Regions from separate parts of the Mus musculus genome. Here region 2 is linked to region 1. A link is a contact called in public Hi-C data. All regions are on one chromosome and are shown on one strand. Each heading gives the region's core, a stretch centred on a gene start, on an enhancer-like site or on the middle of the called end of the contact. The rest is flanking DNA. Distances are from core to core; before and after follow the strand shown.

Region 1 (5,304 bases), core at 2,045-4,544:
GTGCATTCCAGAGAGGACCAGACCTCCTGCACAGATGCCGATCTGTGCTGTCAACTCCTGTGGCCCCAAAAGAAGAGGGAAGTGGGAGCCAAATAAGCCATCTCCAAAGGAACACAGATGCAGCACTATTTAGTCATGGGTATGAAAAGCCCTGTGTTTCAAACTCTGTCCTCATCCTCTCCCTTGCTGGGAAATCTGGTCCGTTCTACCTCTTACGTGTCTCCTAGGTAGGTCCCATCCCCCTCTCTGTGACACACAGGTCATTGCCCTCTGTTCATTCCCACCACCGTGGCCCATGCTTCGACCTCCATCATCTCTCATTTGCACTCAGTAGGTCTTCATCTTCATTGTCCTGTTTCCTGTCTTTCCCGCCATTCATCTTCTACCTAGCCTCAGATCTGTCTTCTCCAAAGTGCACGACTAAGCATAATATTGTCTCACTTAAGATCCATAGCCCTTAAACTTTGATTTTTTTTTAAAACTCCAGTGTGGGTGAGTATCACCCAGCAAGCTTGTGAAAACAGGGTGGTGCTGGACCCTTCTGGAATGTTCTTCATGGCTTCTTTATTTGCTGAATTCCTGAGTAAAGTTTCTTGTCTCCTGCACATACTGTGAACACTGAGTGCTGCTATTTTACTGAGTCTTCCTAGAGAGCATCAGGTACCATTACCCTCCCATCTTCCCAGCATCGTGTATTTGATGCACGTGGGGCTCATGCAGGCTTAGAACCTTGTTCAGAGTACACAGGTACTATATGAAGGAGCCAGAATTTCTCCTGACTTTAGCACCTGGACTGTTATTCAAGGAGATATTCAACTAATGGTAATTAAATAAACGAATTATATTTATTAACATCAGGTAAAATTTGTGCCTTGACTAGGAAAATAAAAAACATTCTAAATGATTTAAGTTCTTCATGATATGTTAACCTGAGATACAGCTATCATTTGATACTAGGTGCACTGTTTCTTTTATCATCACTGTGACAAGATTCCTAAGAGGCCAGCTTACAAGGAGAGGGCTTTGTTTGGGCCCATGGTTTCAGAGGCCTCAATCCATTATGGTGGGAAAACATGGAGGGATATCTTACATCATGGAAGCCAAGAAGGGGGGCAATGCTGGCATTTTACATTTCTCTTTCTCCCTTTTATTCAACCCGTGCCCTGTGGGATGGAGCCCACCACATTCAGGCTGTCTTCTCTCCCCATCCTCCTTGGACGTATCCTGGCAGACACATCCAGGGATGAGTGTCATTGCTACTTAGGGGATTCTAAGTCCAGTCAAGTCGATGAGGCAGATTAACCATCAAACAAGACACCAGGTCCGTCTGTGACAATGTGTGTGTCTATATGCTACTCAGGTATCACTGTATTTTAAGGGCAAGAGCCTGAAGGATGGAGAGCTAGATATCATTGCTCTCTACTTTAACGGGGCCACCATTTATCCATTTCTTTCTCTCTTCTCTTTTCTTTATTTCTGTCTTCTTCCTCCTCCTCTTCCTCCTCCTCCTCTTTCTTTTTCTCCTTTCTTACTCTTTGTTGAGACAGGTTTTTTTTTTTCTATGTAGCATTGGCTATCCTGGAACTTGCACTGGAGACCAGACTGGCCTTGAACTCACAGAGATCCAACCTTCCTCTGCCTTTAGAGTGCTGAGATTAAAGGAGCATGTTACCACTGCCTGGCCGTTTGTCCACTTCTATCTGGCTACCCCCATTACTTCTTTGCATTTGTTTGTTTGTTTGGTTTGGTTTTTTTGCATAGGGTTTCACTATGTAATACAACGTGGTGAATGACCAGAATCTTGATGGATCTTGGTGAATTCTTTGATGAATCTCCAAGAAATTCACGGGCTCTGCCATAATTCACGGGCTCTGCCATGTGAGTAGCACCTACAGGTGCCTGAGACCCAAGCCTGTACCATTGGAGAAGCCAGAACTAGCGCAGCTTCCAAGCCTTGAGGTGGTCTCAGGAAGTCAACGGGAGAAGTCCTGTGCTGCTTGCACTCAGGGTGGCCCTTTGTCCTGCTTGCTGAGTTCTCCTTTCTCAACAGAAGCCAGCAGCCAAGCCTGGCTCCTTCATGAGATTTTTTTTTCCTCCCTTGGATGCAGCAGAGACCTCTTTCTACAAGTCCCAGAACTGTTTTCCCGGCTTTACAAACGAGGAAGCATGAATCTCTGTAGAGAAGCCTGCAGCCACTGGTTCTAAATGTTGAAGGAGAAAAATGAATGTATTCTTAGCCTGGACCTGCTAAGGACAGACCATGCACTGACACTTCCTGCCGGGTGCACCTTTCCTCCTCTTGCACACATGCTCCCCCTGCTGCCGGAAGCTGGAAGTGCGCCCGTGGGTGGGGCTGCGAGGACCACCTTAGCCCATGTTAATGCCCGCGTCAAAAAATTCCAAAGGAGTGACCAAAGACGAAATCATAGTCTTAAGATTCTTCCAAAGGTTCCGAATAAAGCTTTTCTTTTTCCATATCAGACATAGGCTTTGTAATAAAGGATGAATGTACACCTCCGTACCCTTCCTTAAAGGGTTAAATGAACGCAAGGACTTCAGGGTTAGAGTCGGTCACAGTTCCAGGATTTGATGAGCCTCGGCTTCTTTACCTGTACTTTGAACACAGTGACATTGTGCATCTCACAGCATAATTGTGGAACACATCCATGAATAGGAGTGTGCTAAATGTTATAACATAAACAAAATTACTGTGTGCTGTCTCTTCTAACATCCTCTTTCCCTCTCCTGCCTCCCCCTCCTTTCCCTCTCCTTTCCTCTTCTTTCTATCCCAGCTCCTCTTTCTCTCCCATTTTTAAAAACATATTTAAGTGGACATTATTTTGAAGCAGCTTAACCCTCCCACACCCCAAAAGGAAGGAAGGCAAAGAAAGTTCAGCCACAAACCGGAAGTAACAGAAAAAAAAAAAAAAGCCAACCCGTATCTCTGGCAAAACAGTAAAAAAGTGAAAGAAAGAAAGGAAGAAAGAAAAAATAAAGCAGTTTTAGGCTTTCGGGAGATCAAGTTCTATTTAGCTAACATGGGTTGCCAGCCTGGCTTGACCCCCTAAGTAGGGGGTTTTAGAGATGACTGGATAATTCTTGACCTCCGTTTGACCTCATAAATAGGAATTCTCATTCGGCATTGTAGGAGCTCTGGAGCTAGTAGGTTCCTGCCTTTTTAAATGTAGGTCTCTCCTCCTTTTCGCCGGTGGCAGTGGGCGGGCATGGGCTCGCGGCAGGGAGGGGCCGCCACGCCTGCGCCCTCCTGGGAGCCGCCCTGCCCTGCTGCTGCTGCTGCTCCTGCGGGCAGCTCAGGGCCCCGCTGGCTCCCTCCCTTCCTCTAGCAGCTCTGCCACGTGGTAGATTGGCTACTTCTGGGAATGTGAGAAAGCACTCCAATGAGGGCCATACCAAGAACTTTACAGCTCTATAAATTGTGTTAAACTTTCCTTACAAGCGTCTGTTTAGAGGAGACGAACCCTTAGATATTCTCTATAGCACAAGAAAACAGGGGCGACGGGACCAATCAGGACAGTGCTGGCTGTTGTGCTTGCTTAGTTCTTGAAAATGTTATAGCATTCTTTTGTCTTTTCCTTCTTGGGGGGTGGGGGGTGGGGGAGCGGTTTAAGGTAAGGAGGGGAGGGTCTAAAAAAGATGCGGGTGAACATCACCTCACCAGCTTTCATGGAAGTTTCTGCCCTAGGACTGAGGAAGAAGACAGCAGCCTTTCTGGCCCTGAACTTCTCCAAGTAAAGTGCTTGGGGAAAGGGGACCTATGTCTCTCTTTAGAGTAGCCCAAGTATATGGTACAGTGACATGGAATCAAATAAACGCATTCTTAAGGTTGGATCTTGCCACGACTTAGGCTGTGTGTTTTGAAACCGCTTAGCCAATGACCTCCCACTGTGCATGTGCAATGGAAACCTCTGTGTGTGTGTGTGTGTGTGTGTGTGTGTGTGTGTGTGTGTGTGTGTGTGTTGACCATGCGCCTGTCAACAGGAGAAGTCAGCCTGTGGTATTGATGGGAAGAGTGAAGAGGGCAAGGCCACAGAGCTGGTTTCCTGGGAAGGCCAGCCTAGGTCAAGGTCTGAATGCCGTATTCGGTACCAGTGATGATGGGTCTGCCAGCAATCCTTCATGGTAAATTAAACAACTGGCATTTGAAAACATAAGTCAAAATAAACATTTAACCTATTTATTATGTATTTATTTTACAAATTACACTGGGTGTGTTTCCAATGCAAAAACACACACACACACACACACACACACACACACACACACTCGGGTACCCTCTTAAGTAGAGAGCACATTTTAAATTAAAATTTTATTTTAATAGGTCATTTATTTCTACAATTCAAAAGTCAAATTTTAGAACACACTGTACCTGAAAGGTCTTGCCTAAACCTCCCTCACATCATCTGATTTCTTCAGGTTCTTTTTTTCCTTCATCGATAACCATTTTTTTAAATGTTACTTGTTTATGAAATTCTTGTAGATTCAGAGCCTGACCGTAAGTTGAGTCGCACACGGTTATGTTTTGAATTGGGTCTCTTTAAGTGGTATCTGGCTGGCCTAAACAACCTGCCTCTTGCCGGGGACCCCCAGGGACCACCGAGGACCCAGGAGATGGGCTACAAGAAAGAGAACCTGAGAGTTGAAGCTGCTATAGGGGAATAGGGTGACTCCATATGTTCTTCAAGAATCCAGCCAGACGAGGCTGGTTCGTCGAGTGAGTCCTGGGATTCTTGCCTGCTACTGATGGGAGTTGCTGGCTAGCTTCACAGGGAAAAGCTGTCTCAGGGGAGCTGCAAGGAAGCCCGGGACAGGTACAGGTCAGATCACACAGATCCAGCCCTCCCACAGCTTAAGGGTTTGCTCGGAAGAAAGAACCCCATACAGAGCTGGACTCTCCAGAGGTTCTCCAGCTTGAACAAGGCCGATCAGCTGGCAGGCAGGGGTAGGCTGCAGAATCAGCTTTTTGTCTTGTTTGGACTTCTGCCAGGTCTGTTGCAACAAAGTGCAGCCAAGGGCAGAAGTTTCCCATTTTGGGGGTGATAGATGCTGGAAAGCTGAGAGTCTGTGCACGTCTGAGGCTTGAGAGTGATGATCTGTTCCAGAACTTTCTCCTTGCCTTGTACTTACTTGTCTGATTTCTGTGTCTTCACCCTTTTGTGTTTGTCTGGATTCCCAAGGCCCTGGACTAGGATCTACCCTAAGTGCTTCATTTTAACTTCACCTTTGTAAAAAGAAAACACAAAAGCACCACTTATGAACAAAGCTACATTCTTGAAACATTGTTCA
Region 2 (5,797 bases), core at 829-3,328, 250 kb before region 1:
CTGGAGTTTGCATCATATCCAGGGCGTGGTGCTATTTTAGAAGGCAAGTTAAATAATTACATGTTTACAGGTTGAGCAAACAATGTGTGTGGCCCAAGAGGGCTCAGGATCTGTTCCCTGAATGCCCAGTGAACTAACTTGTTCAGCTGAAGGGGAGACTTGGAGGTATCAGGTGGTTTCAATGTGATACACATATATAAATGCACACGTATGCTTATATTACATAAGCATATATGTGTGTATGGGCTTATATTGAATATCAGTGTATCACCTTGTAATGGAGTAGGGAAGATTAGAGATATTATAATTCAACTGAGGCTAATTAGACAAGCTCAGGTCATTGATCCATCTCTGTACCATGTGTATTATATGTGACATACTCAATATATGACTTTATGGTTTTGGTGTTTCCTACATAAATGATAAATTGACAGAAGTTAACACTACCATCATAGGTCCATCATAAGCTCCACTCTTTTTAAATATTTTCAAATGTATTTAATCTTAATTAATTAACTAATTAATTAATTAATGTGAGTCTATGTGAGTATATGGCTTGTATGTATAGGTACCCAAAAATGTTAGAAGTGTGGGTCAGGGGGTTGTGAGTCACCTGATGTGGGTCCTGGGGACAGAACTCAAGGTGTCATGTAAGCCATTTTTCTAACCTCTAAACTACTTTCTTTAGAGAAAAACAAATAAACAAACAAAACTACAGTTAAACAACTATGTGCTATGTTCTCCTATTCCAGTGTTATGTCCCCTAGGAGAGGGGATAGAACCTTGTTTGTTTCGGTATTAGTGTGGTTTGGTTGTTGTTTCAGCAGACATGGTCTTGCAATGTTGTCTACCTAGCCTCAGACTTTTGTTGTTTGTTTGTTTCTTTGTTTGTGTATTTGAGGTTTCTCTGGGTAGCCCTGGCTGTCCTGGAACTCACTCTGTAGACCAGGCTGGCCTCAAACTCACAGAGACCTGCCTGCCTCTGCCTCCCAAATGCTGGGATTAAAAGTGTTTGCCACCACTCCCTGGTATGGTCTCAGACTCTAATATGCAATCCTTCTGTCTCAGCCTCCTGAGTAGCTGGGGCTACAGGTGCTGGACCATGCGGTGGGTTGGCTTTGTTTTGCTTTTGCTTTGCTGAGCCTGAGCATCAGGCCCGGGTGCTCAGGCATGCCAGCTTTCTTTCTCAGTTTGTCATCTACTGTCATTCAGTGAGGAGTCATGAGTGGCATTAGTCAGGAGCCACAGGTCACACCCTCACCCGATCTCTTTCCCTGGTTTGTTTCTCTCAGATGATCTCCCTCTCTCTTCTATGTTTGCTTTTCAGGGACAATGAAAACCCCGAGAGCGGTCCTCAGGCTGAGGACAGTTTAAATGCATTGGAAACAGGGCAGTCACTCATCCTTCCAGCTTGATAAGACAAAAAGGTGACTGCTTGGGGGCAGGGTCTCTCCTTTCTCTCCCTACTTTAGGCAGGCTTTAGGATGAGTTGCCCCTGGCGTTCTTAGAGGTAGGTAGCGTCAGGGCACAGGTTTGGTTTCCTGGCCTCCTTTGGGGTGACTTTAAATATGATGTCTTGTTAGTTTTGTGGACCAGGCTTCCCCCTTTGGAGTGAGGGGAAGCTCATTTGGGTGCCTCTGCTTCTATGACAATGACACCAGGGTTTGGCACTCCTTGTCTCTGGCCGTTCTGTCCTGGACTAATGTCACTGTCTCTCGAGCTGTTGTCACCAAAGCCTGTGTGGTGACTTTGGTGCACTTTGAGCCAGGGCAGCGTGGAATAACTTCCTGAAGGATTGCTTCCTTCCCCCGGGGAAGGGTACAGCTGTGCCAGTACCCTGTATCATCCAAGTCTCATTTCCTTATTTATAAATCAGCCTCTGATTGCCTCTGAAATGCCTCCTGCTTGCATAGCCTGTGAGCTAAAGGAGGCTAAAGCACAGGTATGCTGGTGGATATCTGAATTCCCAATACTGGGGAGGGAGTCAGAGGCAAGGGAGATTGTTGTGAGTTCCAGGCTGGCCATGAACATGATTTGATCCTACCTCAAAACCACGAGTAAGAAGTTTCAAAACCATGTCCATGGGATGTTTAAAGTGCCGTGTGTATGACTACCACAGATCAGTCACTGTGCAAATGTACAAGTTATTGTGAGGACAGAAATTTTTGGACTGTGGCCAGGAGGCTTGCAAAAGATTAGATAGATCCCAGGAAAATGACACTTGCTCCCTTCGTGTTTGTGTGTGTGTGTGTGTGTGTGTGTGTGTGTGTGTGTGTGTGTGTGTGTGTGTGAGAGAGAGAGAGAGAGAGAGAGAGAGAGAGAGAGAGAGAGAGAGATCTTTGAAGTTGATGAAGGGCTAAGAATGCCTGGTACACTGGAAGCAATAAGCAGTGTGTGATGTCAAGATCAAGGGCTCTGATGGGCAGGGCCCTTCATTTACCTGTTTCTGGTACTTGATGCTGGTATATGGGTTTTTGATGAGAACTTCTTATTATCAGTAAGTCTTGTGACTTGGCATTACCTCAAGGACACCATCATATGCTGTATGTAATAACAGTGTATTGATGACATACTCTTGTTTCCCATAATAGATTTGGGCGTGTCTGATAAGGACTGACTCAGGATGGGCAGGTCTTTCTCTATTACCCAGATACTGAGACTGGCTTTGGTCTGCAGTTGCTATACAGGTTCATCGCACCTGCCGTCTCTCTGATTCTATTACATGTGGATTCTTGGCAGTGCCATCTCAGTTTAGGGCTTCTCAATCTGGCTTCTCTGGGTCTCTCTGGGTATTTGAGAAATCCTTGCAGATCCTTGCAGAATTAGATATATATGAGTGCATTTCCATAGGAGCAAGGCCAGCCAGAACAAAGGGATAAAAGGGATGCAGCTGGAAGTGGTAACATGTATATAATCACAGCACTGGGAAGACTGAGGCAGGAGGATGGTTCTGAGTTTGAGGTCAGCCTGAGTTACCATGTGCTCCAGGCATCTTGGGTTACAGAGTAAGATCTTATCTCAAAGTGAACAACAAAACAACAATGAATAAAAAACAAAACAAAATGGCAAGAACAATGCCACCGAAGGTGTCCCCAGCTAGGGAGGAATGGAAGGGACTTCATAAGATTAAAATATAAAGGTTTAACCTTAACACAGACATCCCCAGCACTGATAGAGCGATCACAGCACTTACACACACACACACACACACACACACACACACACACACACACACCCGCTCCTCCGGTAACTAGCAATGCAATGGTTTTCATGGTTTCAGAGCAGCTGTCTAGGACTGAGCCCAGGGTAGCTGAGGCCTAAGCATGCTTGATGAGTAACTGTGAAGACTCGGCACGTTCTTTGTCCTTAGAAAGGGGGACTGTTTTGGTTTTCCCCCTCAAGAAACGTACGCGTCATAGGACAGTTTCCAGGGAAAGAGAGAAACCGACTTTAACGGCAGCAATGTAAGAGTATCAAGTCAAAGTTTCAGGGTGCGACTTTAAAATTATTTTCATTAAGACTTTTTTTTTTTTTTAAGGAAAAGGAAAAAGGGCTTCTTTCCCAGCTTTTGTTTGTGAGAGAATAACTCCTTTATGCCTGGCTTTGCCTCTAGGCTAGCACGGGGCTGCAGTGCCACACCCTAGGGCGGGTTTTGGCTCAGGTCAGTCTTCCTCCTTCTCTTTCTTTCTCTTCTTCCTTTTCTTCCTGCTTCTCCACCCCTCCCCCTCAAAACACTTCTCTCTCTCTCTCTATCTCTCTCTCTCTCTCTCTCTCTCTTTCTTCAATCTCCCACCCCCCATCTTTAACAAGTATAATCTTTATTTATCACTAGTGTAGAATCTGGAACATCTGAAGGAGATACTTGTCACCATGAATCTATCTGGGAAAGGAAGAGGACTTCCGATGAATCTGACTTTGACTCTACAGAACCTCTCTTTAACAAGGGTGACTGAGCTGGGCATGGTAGAATGCCTGTCACATGTTTAAGGATGTTTAAGGATCTGAGTTTGTATCCCAGAATCCACAAAAGAAAAAAAAAAAAGAAATGGCGATGTCTGTAATCCCAGTGTTAAGGAAGAAGAGACAGATGGTTCTCTGGGGGCTCACTGGTCAGAAAGCCTGGCTTAGTCTGGGAGCTTCAGGTTCAGTGAGAGATGCTGTCTCAAAACATTAAGGGGAACAGCAATTGAGAAAGACAGCCTAGAGCATGGCCTACACATGCATGTACACACACTTGCACATACATAAATGCACACACAGAGAAGGCAACAGGTGACTTATACATACATACATATCTAGACGGGTAAAGTGCACAATCTTGGCTGCTATTTTCATGAGGGAGTTAGAAAACCCAACGTCCACTCATCAAGATATAGTATGGTACCTGTAAGATGCTGGCCTGTAGTTTTAAAAACTTACCTTTTGGTGTTTGACATGCATGGAAAATTAACAACGAGAATCCATGGTCAGACTTCTGAAAAGGAAAGGCCAAAGTGACTGGGGGAATATACCAGATCATCCACAGAGTGATACTCACTGTCACTTAAAATACAGGTGGTAGGTCCAAGGGAAGCAATATGATACTGCTCAGCAGTCAAGTTTAATTGGGAACTGCATCCATTGGGTCTTCAAGGATAAATACCAACTTAAGTGCTAAATAAAGAAAACAAGTCTCAGGACATGCGCAAGATTTACTCTGTGTGTGTGTTGGCCCCTTAAAGTGCGTGTCTTTGCTTTTGATAATCTGGGGGGAAATACACGTCATAGACAGGATGACCATGAGAGAGACAGCCTCTGTGTTACCTGTTTGTGCTGGCTCTGTTGATGGTCTCTGGATGACCAGCTCTCTTCTAAAGAAACCATATGGCATTTTGTGAACATCCTGCCTTCTTCTAATGGGTCGTATGACTTCCCAGATCCAGAGAGCTATCTCTTCTCTTCTCTTCTCTTCTCTTCTCTTCTCTTCTCTCCCTCCCTCCCTCCCTCCCTCCCTCCCTCCCTCTCTCTCTCTCCATTTCAGTTTAATTATAAATAACTAAATACATAACCAAAAAAAAATGCAGAAATGCTAAAAGATGCTATAGTCAGCACAGTATATTTTCAGAATTTGGAATTTGCCCTTCACAGCGTATGAGTCCTCCTACCTCAGATCCCACCCAAAGTCCTGTGCCAATGGCCTGCCAGCTACATCTCTGCAGCTGGCAGCATGGCCCTGAGAGGGTCAGAGAAGGCAAGGACTGCTGCCCTTTCTCAAAGGAAGGTCTTCCTCCCAGGTTGGACAGGGGGACCTGTAGTTTCTCTTCTGCGGTGTAGGTCAGGCTTCATACCGTGCATTTGTCCTACAACAGGGAGTGAAGATAAAAATTTACCTTCCAGGTGGGTAGGGGAGGGGAGGGGGGGCCTGGGGGACTTTTGGGATAGCATTTGAAATGTAAATGAAGAAAATACCTAATTAAAAAAGATAAATAAATAAAAATCTTTAAAAAAATGTACCTTCCCAGCCATCTTCCCTGTGCTCAAAGCAGGGCATTTAAGGTCAAACAGTCTTTGAGGGTACACCCTGTGCCAGCTGGGCCCCACCCAGGAAGAGAATTGGAGCCAGATATATGGCTACAGTTTAACAGTCCTGTAAAGTGTTCAGCCATATTTGTTTTTAAAAGAAAAAAATGTCCAGCTCTAAGAAAAAGCTGCAAAGAGGCATACTTTATGCAGAACGGGAATCTCTTTTTCTCTATTGGAGGGAAAAGGGTGTTGGGCTAAAGTTGTTACTTGGGGCTTGGTGAAATTCCTGCATAAA

Evidence for each region. A called contact is a pair of places that touch in the nucleus more often than the background predicts.
Region 2: a Hi-C map of liver shows a contact between it and region 1, with 2.9 times the contacts expected there. The contact joins two enhancer-like sites. A contact is called at or near these places in 13 of 484 Hi-C or Micro-C datasets (B cells, bone marrow-derived macrophages, embryonic fibroblasts and 5 more), 14 of 115 datasets of contacts at active chromatin or transcription factors (CD8 T cells, craniofacial prominence, double positive thymocytes and 9 more) and 1 of 9 other capture datasets (embryonic stem cells).

Annotation. Positions count from the first base shown.
Region 1 is chr5:64,503,366-64,508,669 of GRCm38.p6, reverse strand. Gm52815 (a long non-coding RNA gene) reads right to left here. Exons shown (of 3, transcript XR_003955927.1): 3 at 2,890-5,239. Among named protein-coding and RNA genes, the nearest start is that of Gm52815, 10 kb to the right of the region's middle. Within about 2 kb of position 3,294, at least 309 of the 459 cell types and tissues checked have an H3K27ac peak or open chromatin away from gene starts, as enhancers often do. A contact at or near this core is called in bone marrow-derived macrophages, epidermal suprabasal cells, liver and 1 more, where this site is marked.
Region 2 is chr5:64,747,447-64,753,243 of GRCm38.p6, reverse strand. No RefSeq gene overlaps it. Among named protein-coding and RNA genes, the nearest start is that of Gm26761, 51 kb to the right of the region's middle. Within about 2 kb of position 2,078, at least 35 of the 459 cell types and tissues checked have an H3K27ac peak or open chromatin away from gene starts, as enhancers often do. A contact at or near this core is called in bone marrow-derived macrophages, epidermal suprabasal cells, liver and 1 more, where this site is marked.